Linked DNA regions of Mus musculus: region 1 is linked to region 2. The links are chromatin contacts, called in public HiChIP or PLAC-seq maps. All regions are on one chromosome and are shown on one strand. The core of a region is the stretch at or near the end of the contact, and the rest is flanking DNA. Distances in the headings are between cores, read along the strand shown.

Region 1 (4,942 bases), core at 166-2,665, 290 kb before region 2:
CACAGAAGTGGATGCTCACAGTCAGCTATTGGATGGAACACAGGGCCCCCAATGGAGGAGCTAGAAAAAGTACCCAAGGAGCTGAAGGGGTCTGCAACCCTATAGGTGGAACAACAATATGAACTAACTAGGACCCCTAGATCTCATGTCTCTAGCTGCATATGTATCAGAAGATAGTCTAGTCTGCCATCATTGGAAGAGAGGCTCCTTGGTCTTGCAAACTTTATATGCCCCAGTACAGGGGAACGCCAGGGCCAAGAAGTGGGAGTGAGTGGGTGTGTGTGGGGGGAGGGTATGGGGGACTTTTGGGATAGCACTGGAAAGGTAAATGAAGAAAATACCTAATAAAAATTAAAAAAAAAAAAAAAGACCTTCATCCTAGCTGCCTAGAAGCCAGTCTTCTTTCGGGATAGCATTTGAAATGTAAATGAAGTAAATACCTAATAAAAAAATTGGAAAAATAAATAAATAAAAGGGCCACCGGCTTAGGACAGGTCTGGAACAGGGAAGCTTCTGTAGAGACCAAGCCATTCACCCTCCCCAGGTATGGCTCAGACGTGTCCAAACTTCAAGCCCATGACCCACATGTACCCAGGATATGCGGGTCATATGTATGAATGCAGCCCAGCTCAAAATCTTAGTTACTTCAAGCATTCTAAGATCATTTACAATTAAAAAACAAAACAAAAAAAAAAATCAACTCTATTGTGTGGTTCTGGAGGCAGCGCAATCCCTGGGGTACTTGGCACCCCAGACTTTCTGGGGTTAGAGAAACACTGCAAGACCGTGTGAAGTTCCCATGTCAACTTTTTAGGGCTCCATGTTCACCCACACCCACAGCCATTGTCACCCAAAGGTTTTAAGCCCTATGTAAATGTTGATCACACAAATCTGTCTTCCCGGGCCTGACTGTCTGAGCGCTGTCTGGGGGTGCTCCAAGTTGCTACTTTGGATTCAAGCCAAAAAAGACCGAGTCGGTTGCATGAGAAAACAGATGGTCTACGACTGTAACAGCAACAAGGCTGGGAGTGAATCCCAGCTTTGAGGGCTTTCGTTTTGGGGATTTCTCTATCTGGAGAAGATATAAAATACAGAAAAGCACAGTTCTTGGTGCGTCCTGCAAGTGAGGTCTTACAGGGACCTCCAGTGTGGGATGGATGTTCCCGGAACAATAAGAGTGTGGAGAGTGACCCAGAGGCCTGGTGATGGGATTGAAGGTGGGCTAGCCTGGCTTTAGGGTCTTGTTGTAGGTGTAGGAGAAGCAGGTGTCGGACTTGAGGGACCTTCCAGACCTTGGCAAGATTGCGCAATGGTTTGAAGGAAACAAACTGGATGCCCCGCCAGTTCCCAGAACAGTCTGAGAAGCTCTGTGAGGACCTCGGACTCTTGTGGTTAGAGAGAGACTTCCGGACGAAGGCTTGGGCCTGGGAGTAGGAGTTTGAACTAGAGCTTGCTCCACCCCCACCCCACCCTGCTTCCAGGTATTACAGGGAGAACCAGAGGGCAAAGTCCAAACGGAGCTGAAGCATGAAGAAACGCTTTAGGAATCCACAGCCAGAAAGCATCCACTGTTTCAATTAGCTTCAGTTTGATTCGATCGGACAGCTATTCCTAAATGGGTACTGTGTGCCAAGTGCAGGGCTGGAATATAGCAACGAGGAGACAGACAGACCCTGCCACATGTTAGATTTCTAACTTACAGGGAGAGACAGACGAAAACACAAGTATGTTGCTATTTAGTTTTCAACAGTCCTGTGCGCCACGGGACAGCTGTGACATTGCCTCTAGGGACAGAGCTGCTTTGTGGCTCCCACCCCATCCGTGGATCTGCTGGCCCCAGAAGCAAAGTGGTAGCCAGTTAGCCACTGGCTCCTCAGCCCCTCCCTATACTTACTGCTTCCTCCAGCTCAGCGGTGATTTTGAAAGCTGGTTTTTTTTCTCTCTCTCTCAATCGAACCTGGTTTTTCCAGTTTCTCTTGGCAGAAACTCTGGTCTGCATCCTACACAGAAGTAGAAATCTCCTCTTTCACTTTCATGTATTTCTTTCTTGTTTGGTTGTGTGTGTGTTATTGTTATGTGTGTGTGGTGTATGTGTGTGTGTTGCTGCTATGTGTGTGTTGTTGTTGCTGCTGCTGTTGTTTTAAGACACAATTGCACATGAATGTAATATCTTTACACAAGATTTTAAAAGTACTTGGGACCACAAGAATCCTCCTTGCCCTTGCTTCCTTGAGTTCTCACTGCTGCGACTCTCTCCCAGGCCGTGTCATCCGTGACTGCCCTGTTCCTCTCTTGGAACTTTGGTAGCTAGGGAGAAAGGAGGCGGCTTAACCTGGTGGGTGAACTTGGCAGCAAGCTGAGGGCAAGCTCAGCTTAAACTTTCACTTTCTTGCTATCTGCAAGAAACACCAACCCTCCTCTGTGCATGCACCCCTCCCCCACGTGGCTAGCAGTAAGTGAAGGACTTCTTCAGCTTTCCCCACTGGTTACCTCTTTTAGCTGGAGAAAATTTTATGCAGCCCTGGATATACAAATATATAAAATAAGGATACAATCTAAACATGGACAGAAAATTAATCATAAAGAAATGTATTTTAAAGCAATTATTTGGTCTGTGTGTCATTTTGCCACTTGTTAAAGATGAGTGTAATCCTTTCCATCAGCAAGATGCATGCACTTACTTATTTTTACATAAATAATTAAATCTTGGCTGAATATTTGATGCTGCAAAACATAAACTATCTTTGACATTTTTTAAATCGGTTGATATTTTGATTTATAGCCATTAATGCCAAGAATTCCGCCCCCCCCCTTTGCATGCATATATACTATAAAAATGGAATACGTATGTTTAGGATCATCTTAGAAACTGTTGGAAACATCTTTCCTAACTCCGAGTCAAAATTCACTTAGTGATTTTTAAATAGAACCCAAGCCAGCGACTCAAATGACAATTTTAAAAATCAAATACTTTGGGCCAGTGAGACGGCTCAGTGTCTGACTGCCTGAGTAAGATTCTCTGGATTCACAAGGTAGAAGGAGAAAGCTGGTGCCTGCAAGTTGTTCTCTGACCCAGAATATGCTAGCGGCACATGCATACTCACCTACCACCACACATCCCATTCCTCCCCCATCCCAATGTGCGGTCCTGTTAGTCTATTCTAGACAGGGACTCACTGTGTAGCCCCCTGATGACCTGAAACTCACTAAGTAGGTATCTTAGTGTTTCTATTGCTGTAAAGTGATGACATGACCTTGGTAACTGTTACAAAGGAAAACAAGTCATTGGGGTTGGCCTACAGTTCAGAGATCTAGTCTATTATTGTCATGGTGGAGGGCATAGCAGTCCAAGGGGAATAGTTGAAAGTTCAGCATTTGGATTGACAGACAGCAGGAAGAGAGAGAGAGACAGAGAGACAGGGAGAGACAGAGACAGAGACAGAGACAGACAGACACACACACACACACACAGAGAGAGAGAGAGAAAGAGAGAGAGAGAGAGAGAGAGAGAGAGAGAGAGAGAGAGAGAGAGAGAGAGAGAGACTGGGCCTGGCTTGAGCATTTGAAACCTTAAAGCCAACCACCAGTGAAATATTTCCTCCAACAAGGCCATATCTCCTAATAGTGCTATCCCTATGAGCTCATGGTAGGCTATTTTCATTCAAACCACCCAGGCTGGCCTTAAACTCACAGGAATCCTCCTGCTTCTGTCTCTCAAGTCCTGGGATCTAAGGCAAGTGCCACCATGACAGACCCAATAATATATATATTATTTTAAAATTAAAGTCAAACATTCTAATATAATCTAAAAATGCACTAACTTGATACTTACTGAGGAACGATAGTGCAAATATATTTTAAAAGTCTTTGCTTTCTGTAATTAAGCTTTTATGTTTCCATAAGAACAGAAATCTTCATACACACAATTAAAATAGTGCAGTTCCTGATATGGATAACATACAGTAGTCTCCACTCTGAGCCAAGCTGTTTCAGTGACTGCTCACTGCCATGTGTGGCTACACTGTATTGGCAGTACACAGCATACACAGTGTATGTTCAGAGCCGAGGCTGTGAGGTCAGATGACAACAAAAGCAAGGGGAATCAGAAACAGGTCAGGTTCTCTGTGTGTTCGATTTTTCTGTTAAGTTTTTGGTCCTTGAACATCCAAAAGCCTTTTATTCCCATCCCTACATTCAGTCACACCTCTCCAAGTGGGATCACACTACAGTGTAAGAAGCTATGAATTAGAAGGATGCTGGACTTTCCACTAAACACGTTCACTACAATATCCTTTTCCAGCAAAAAATGGGGATGTTTTGGCAATATCAAGAATATGGAAAGGCAAAGGATAGGAGAATGTGGCACCTCAAATGTGCAACTTTGGTGTAAGTAAGGACTACCCTGTTGTGGATTTAGTCTAAAGCTACATGTATTGTGTTAATTGGTCTCCCAAATTACACAAGAATCCTCATGTCTGCATGTAAGACACTGAAGGACCCTGACCCCAGTTGGTTTTGATTGGTAAATAAAGTTGCCGGTGGCCGTTGACTGGGCAAGGAGACAGTGACAGGATTTTAGGATTCCTGGGCAAGGGACTGAGGAAGGAACAGGAAGGAGAGCCGCCATGCTGGGAAAGGAGTAGAGACCAGGTCTGAGAGACATCGTACATAGACCACAGCAAGCACAGTCTATGTAGGTGTTTTGGAATTCAGCCCGAGAGGGTTGAAGGTCTGGGTCCAGGACAGCCAAGATGAAATATGCGTTTTAGTAATAATTCAAGAATATTGGAGGGGAGTATGTGACTGGAACATGGAAGTTTGGAAGTAGCCCAGCCACTGACCTGTTTAAGGCATATTAAAATATAAGGCTGCATGTGTGTGTCTTTCCTTTGAGAACCCGGAACATCGGGGAGGGTATCGAGGAGTGCTGCCACCCGGGATT
Region 2 (4,882 bases), core at 1,246-3,745:
CAGGTGGAGAACCACTGCTCTAGGATCTTTGTGAGCAGACTGGGAGCCAAACATAGACTTTCACTGTAAAACAGAGGTCAGAATTTTCCTGTTCCTGTGAAATACTCCAGCTTCTAGGGTTAGGTTCTGCTTCTGTCACAATTCCCAGTGGGTAAAGGGTTACTCTTATCCTTACCTTGTCTATATGGGAAGCAGAGGGAAAGAGAGAGAGATGTTTAATCTTAATTGTTCACTTGATTAGACATAGACACACCTAGGGGATTGTCAAAGCACATATGTGCCTGTCACGGTGCTTCCAGAGATGATTAGATTGTGATTCGGGGTGTTTCCTGATCTAATGAATGTACTAACGCCTTGATTTATAGTGTGATGGCAGTATATAAAGATGATGCAAGACTGGACAAAAGAGATGGCTCTACAGTTAAGAATGGTTGCTGCTCTTCCAGAGAACCTGAGTTCAATTCCCAGCACCCAGGTCAGGAGGCTTACAGCTACCAGTAACTCTAGTTCCAAGGGGAGCTAACACCCTCTTCTGACTTCCCAAACATGAAGAACTACACACAGGTCACACACACACACACGCACACATACACGCACATGCACACGCACACATGGTACAGTGTTAGAGATGAGGCTCAGGGAGAGGAATTATGTCACCAGGTGTGAATCCTTGGGGTCTATGCCATGTTCTGGTCCATTCCTTTCTTTTTGCTTCTAAGCCACCACAGTGCAAATAGCTCTGTCCCACCATGACCTTCCTGTCATGAAAGAAAGATGTTTCTGAAACTGTGAGCCAGAATGTGCTCTTTCCTCTCTTAAGTTAGTCTCCCAGGTGTGTTGTCATGGTGATGAGAAAAGCAGCCAAGGCAGGGAGCTGTCAGGTGCTACTGAGATGGCCACTGCTGTTGCTGTAAGGAACCAACTGTCTTGAATCTCTGACCCAGGAGTCTTACATCATCTATCTTGTTCATCAAACCATGGCTCCCAAGTAGAGTAGCCTCAGCTGGGGTAAACTGCCTCCTGTTATTTAGGGGAAGAAATCCTCTCTTGTCCTGCATTCCCACCACATGGATGAGAAGCTGGCTGGTAGGATGCCTTCCATCTGTGAAAATTCTCAGCTTTCTGCTGAGCAACTATTTTTCATCCTAACTGTATTAGTTATGTCTGCATCACCATGACAGAACCCCAGACAGAAACCACCAAAGGAGTGCAGAGCAGAGACTGAAGGAAAGGCCATCCAGAGACTGTCCCACCTGGGGATTCATCCCAGATACAGTCACCAAACACAGACACTATTGTGGATGTTAAGAAATGCTTGCTGAAAGGAGCCCAATATAGCTGTCTCCTGAGAGGCCCTGCCAGAGCCTTACAAATACAGAGCTGTATGCTTGCAGTCAACCATTGCACTGAGCTCGGGATCCCTAATGGAGGAGTTAGAAAAAGGACTGAAAGGAGCTGAAAGGGTTTGCAACTCCATATGAAGAACAATAATACCAACCAACCAGACATGCAGAGCTCTCAGAGACTAAGCCACCAACCAAGAAGTACACATGGCTCCAGCTGCATATGTAGCAGAGGATGGCTTTCTCAGGCATCGGTGGGAAGAGAGGGCCTTGGTCCTGTAAGGGCTCGATAGATGTCCCAGTGTAGGGGAATCAATGGCAGGGAGGTGGGAGTGGGTGGGTGGGTGGAGGAACACTCTCATAGAAGCAGGGGGAAGGGGGGTTGGATAGGAGGTTTCTGGGGATGGGGTGGGGGACTGGGTAAGGAGATAACACTTGAAATGTAAATAAATTAAAAAAAGAAAGAAAGGAAGGAAGGGAGGGAGGGAGGGAGGAAGGAAGAAATAAGAAAGAAAGAAAGAAAGAAAGAAAGAAAGAAAGAAAGAAAGAAAGAAAGAAAGAAAGAAAGAAAGAAAGCACCAAAGGAAGAAATGATTTACTTTGGCTCATGATTCCAGAACATCTCCGTTGGGGCGGTGGCAGATGTGGCTGCTGTTCACATCGTGGTAGACAGGGAGCAGAGAGTGACTAGAACCAAGGGCCAACCACAATCTTCAAAAGTCCACCTCTGCTGCTTCCACCAGCCACTGACAACTTCCCAAGTTGCCCCAGATTCCCCAGATAGTGCCACCAGCTGGAGAACAAGCATTGAAAACTTGGAAACAAGTGTTGAAGGGTGGACACCAACCCTTCTCTCCCAAACCATCTACATCTTTCCTCTTAAAGGGCTTCTAGGAAAACTCTAAAGGAAGAAGGAAAAAGGCAAATGAAACAGCCCAATTTTATTTCCTAAATGGATACTTAAAACCCACAACAAATGCTATATTGACTTTTTTTTTTAAATAGGCTATAGTCATGATCTCTGTTTGTATTTTTCTTGCCTTCTACTCTTTGGCTGCCTAAACATACAAAGTTATCTGTGCCATTAGCATCCAGCACAGAGCTATGGTTGGGTGACGCAGGTTGAACCGTCTGTATAGCATTTGGTGACTGATATGAACACACCGCTGTGGTAAAAACTTATCTTTTGAAACTAGCGTGGTTGCTGAGGTATGAGTCAGTGGTGTGAGCATGGGCAGAAAAAGAGTGGCAGCTGGTGCCCCAGTCGTGTGGCCAACTCTCTGAGGGACAGAAGTGGGAGGAGGTAGAGTTTCTTTGCCAGGATGGTGTTCTCAGCACCAGCCAGGAACAAACACAGGTCTCCCTGGTCCATTCAGAACACCCAGCCTACCTGGAGGTCAGAAGTTAGAGATGGGCACTGCCACTTAGAAATAACAACGACATAAACGGACAAAACTTCAAAATTTACATGCGAATGTTCTAGAAGTATAGAAGCTATAGCTAGAAAATAAACACACCACATGTAAGACATGAGACAGTGACTCAGATACTAACAGTTGCACATCCAGTTTTATTCACATTTAAAAGACTGTGTACTTACATTTTAGACACACATGTAAGCAAACACACATACATTGGATATGAAGACCTTACATATTTTCTTGTATGCTAGCTTTTTACTTTTGCACACACTATTCTGTGACCAAAAACTATAAATCCACAGACTGTTTAGGAGGGTTCCACATTATTTAACCTCTGGTAATTCTGATCTAGTCAACCTGGTTTCTGCTTTCTTGTTCTCAGGAACGTTGCTGGAACACAAACCCGGGCTCCATTTTGGGACACTTATCTAGCTATATTCTTGAATAAGCCTCTAGAAAAGGAATTTTAGGTCAAATAGTATGCATGTATTTAGAGCTTACATCCTATTATAACCATGCTCACCCCCTCGCCCCACACCCCCCAAGGCCTCCATATACAGGACCATCAGCAATCAGATAGATGTTTTGAGCCAAGCGTTGCATTCTGAGGAAGGGTTTGACAATCATCTCCCGCTGAGTGTCTTAGGCTGTCTCCATTTGTGGTGAAGGAGAAACCACTGTTGGCCATGTGTGGCTTTTCTCTGATGGTGTGGCCTGGCAAGAGTGTCCTTGAGTTTGTGCCATGATACACAAGGATGGTGAAAACAACCAAGACCAATAGTTCTCAGACTTTCAGAGAGAGATGAACCCAGTGTAAGAATACAGGGTCAAAACAACAGGTTGGCTGAGGGGAGTGTATGTAGTGTTCAGTGCTGTTTGCAGCCAGGTCCTCTGAGGCTGCAAAGAAGTTATCACCCATGGCTGAGTCTCATCTGGCACTCGGTGACAACACCCAGTACATTGTCGTTTTCTGTCTCATTTCAACGTAGGTCTGGTAGAAGTCTGAGTTCTCAGAGTGATTAGAGAGACAGAGACTCTAGACTGCGTCTTGCATAACGTCATGGAATCATAACGGAGTGAAATTCCAGATGTTTCCCATGTTCTAAAGCAACTCACAGGGCCTCACTACACGCAAGGGGAGGGGACTTTGCAGCAGCGTGCATTCCAGGGGACAAGGATCATAGAGGCACCTTAATGTCTGGTTCGTCATAATAAACAATCAGAAGCCTCTCTCCTTAAAGTGTTTGTTTTGTTTTGGCCAGGATAGTCAGGAAAGCCAAAAGCTTAGGAAAATGTAAAAATCTGAACCTCATTGACTGAAAGTAGTCATTTTGCCTGTCTCCTCTCAAGTGGAAGTGAATAACCCCCCATTGTGGACACGATGTTTGGCCCGAGGTAAATGTGGCTTCTTCAAAGGTGTTCCCCTAAACATGTGTTTTATGTTTTCTTGGAATTCGGTTCTGCCTCCCCAATGACTAAGTCATTTCCTCCCAACTCTGTCTCATGGAATGAGGTGGCATATCCAAACCCATGTCATAATGACCACATCGGAGACATTTTTCCATGTGAAATTCTGTGAACTATTCTTATGCTTTAATTACTATGTCTCCCCAAGACCAACCCTTGAGTCGCCACAGCTCCTTAAAAATTTTAAAACATGCAAGTGGCAGCGGGCAGTCAGAACTGTTCTTTAAAATGATATGAATGGAATTGACAGATGTGGCTCAGTGTGTAAACTGTTTGCCTAGTGTACACGAAGCCCTGGGTTCCCTCATAAGTACTGCATAAAAACCAGTGCTGTGTATACACATGGAAGCCCAGGCACTAGAGGTGGAGACAGCAGGATCAGGGCTTCAAAGCCATCCTCCTTAGTTACCCAGCAAGTTCTAAACCAGCCTGGGACACACGACACTTGGTCTCCAAAAATATCATCGGGCTGGTAAGATGGTCCGTTGCCTCCAAGCCTGATAACCTGAGTTCAACCCCCAAAACCCACATGGTAGAAGGAGAAAACTGAGCCCTGAAAGTTGACCTCTGACCTCCATTCATGCAGTATGGCACGCACTTTGTGTCTAAATACATAAGCATAATAAAATATTACACAAGTGCATGCGAAGT

What was found. HiChIP or PLAC-seq counts read pairs in DNA pulled down with a chosen protein or histone mark.
Region 1: a contact with region 2 is called in a FOXA1 HiChIP or PLAC-seq map of pancreatic cancer cells. The contact joins two enhancer-like sites. A contact is called at or near these places in 2 of 15 datasets of contacts at CTCF or cohesin (the NIH/3T3 cell line and large pre-B cells), 13 of 484 Hi-C or Micro-C datasets (the AML12 cell line, the C2C12 cell line, bone marrow-derived macrophages and 5 more) and 16 of 115 datasets of contacts at active chromatin or transcription factors (bone marrow-derived macrophages, cardiomyocytes, embryonic stem cells and 5 more).

The regions. Positions count from the first base shown.
Region 1 is chr5:64,858,499-64,863,440 of GRCm38.p6, reverse strand. No RefSeq gene overlaps it. Among named protein-coding and RNA genes, the nearest start is that of Gm31889, 19 kb to the left of the region's middle. Within about 2 kb of position 1,415, at least 182 of the 459 cell types and tissues checked have an H3K27ac peak or open chromatin away from gene starts, as enhancers often do. A contact at or near this core is called in pancreatic cancer cells, where this site is marked.
Region 2 is chr5:64,565,659-64,570,540 of GRCm38.p6, reverse strand. No RefSeq gene overlaps it. Among named protein-coding and RNA genes, the nearest start is that of Gm31423, 36 kb to the right of the region's middle. Within about 2 kb of position 2,495, at least 21 of the 459 cell types and tissues checked have an H3K27ac peak or open chromatin away from gene starts, as enhancers often do. A contact at or near this core is called in pancreatic cancer cells, where this site is marked.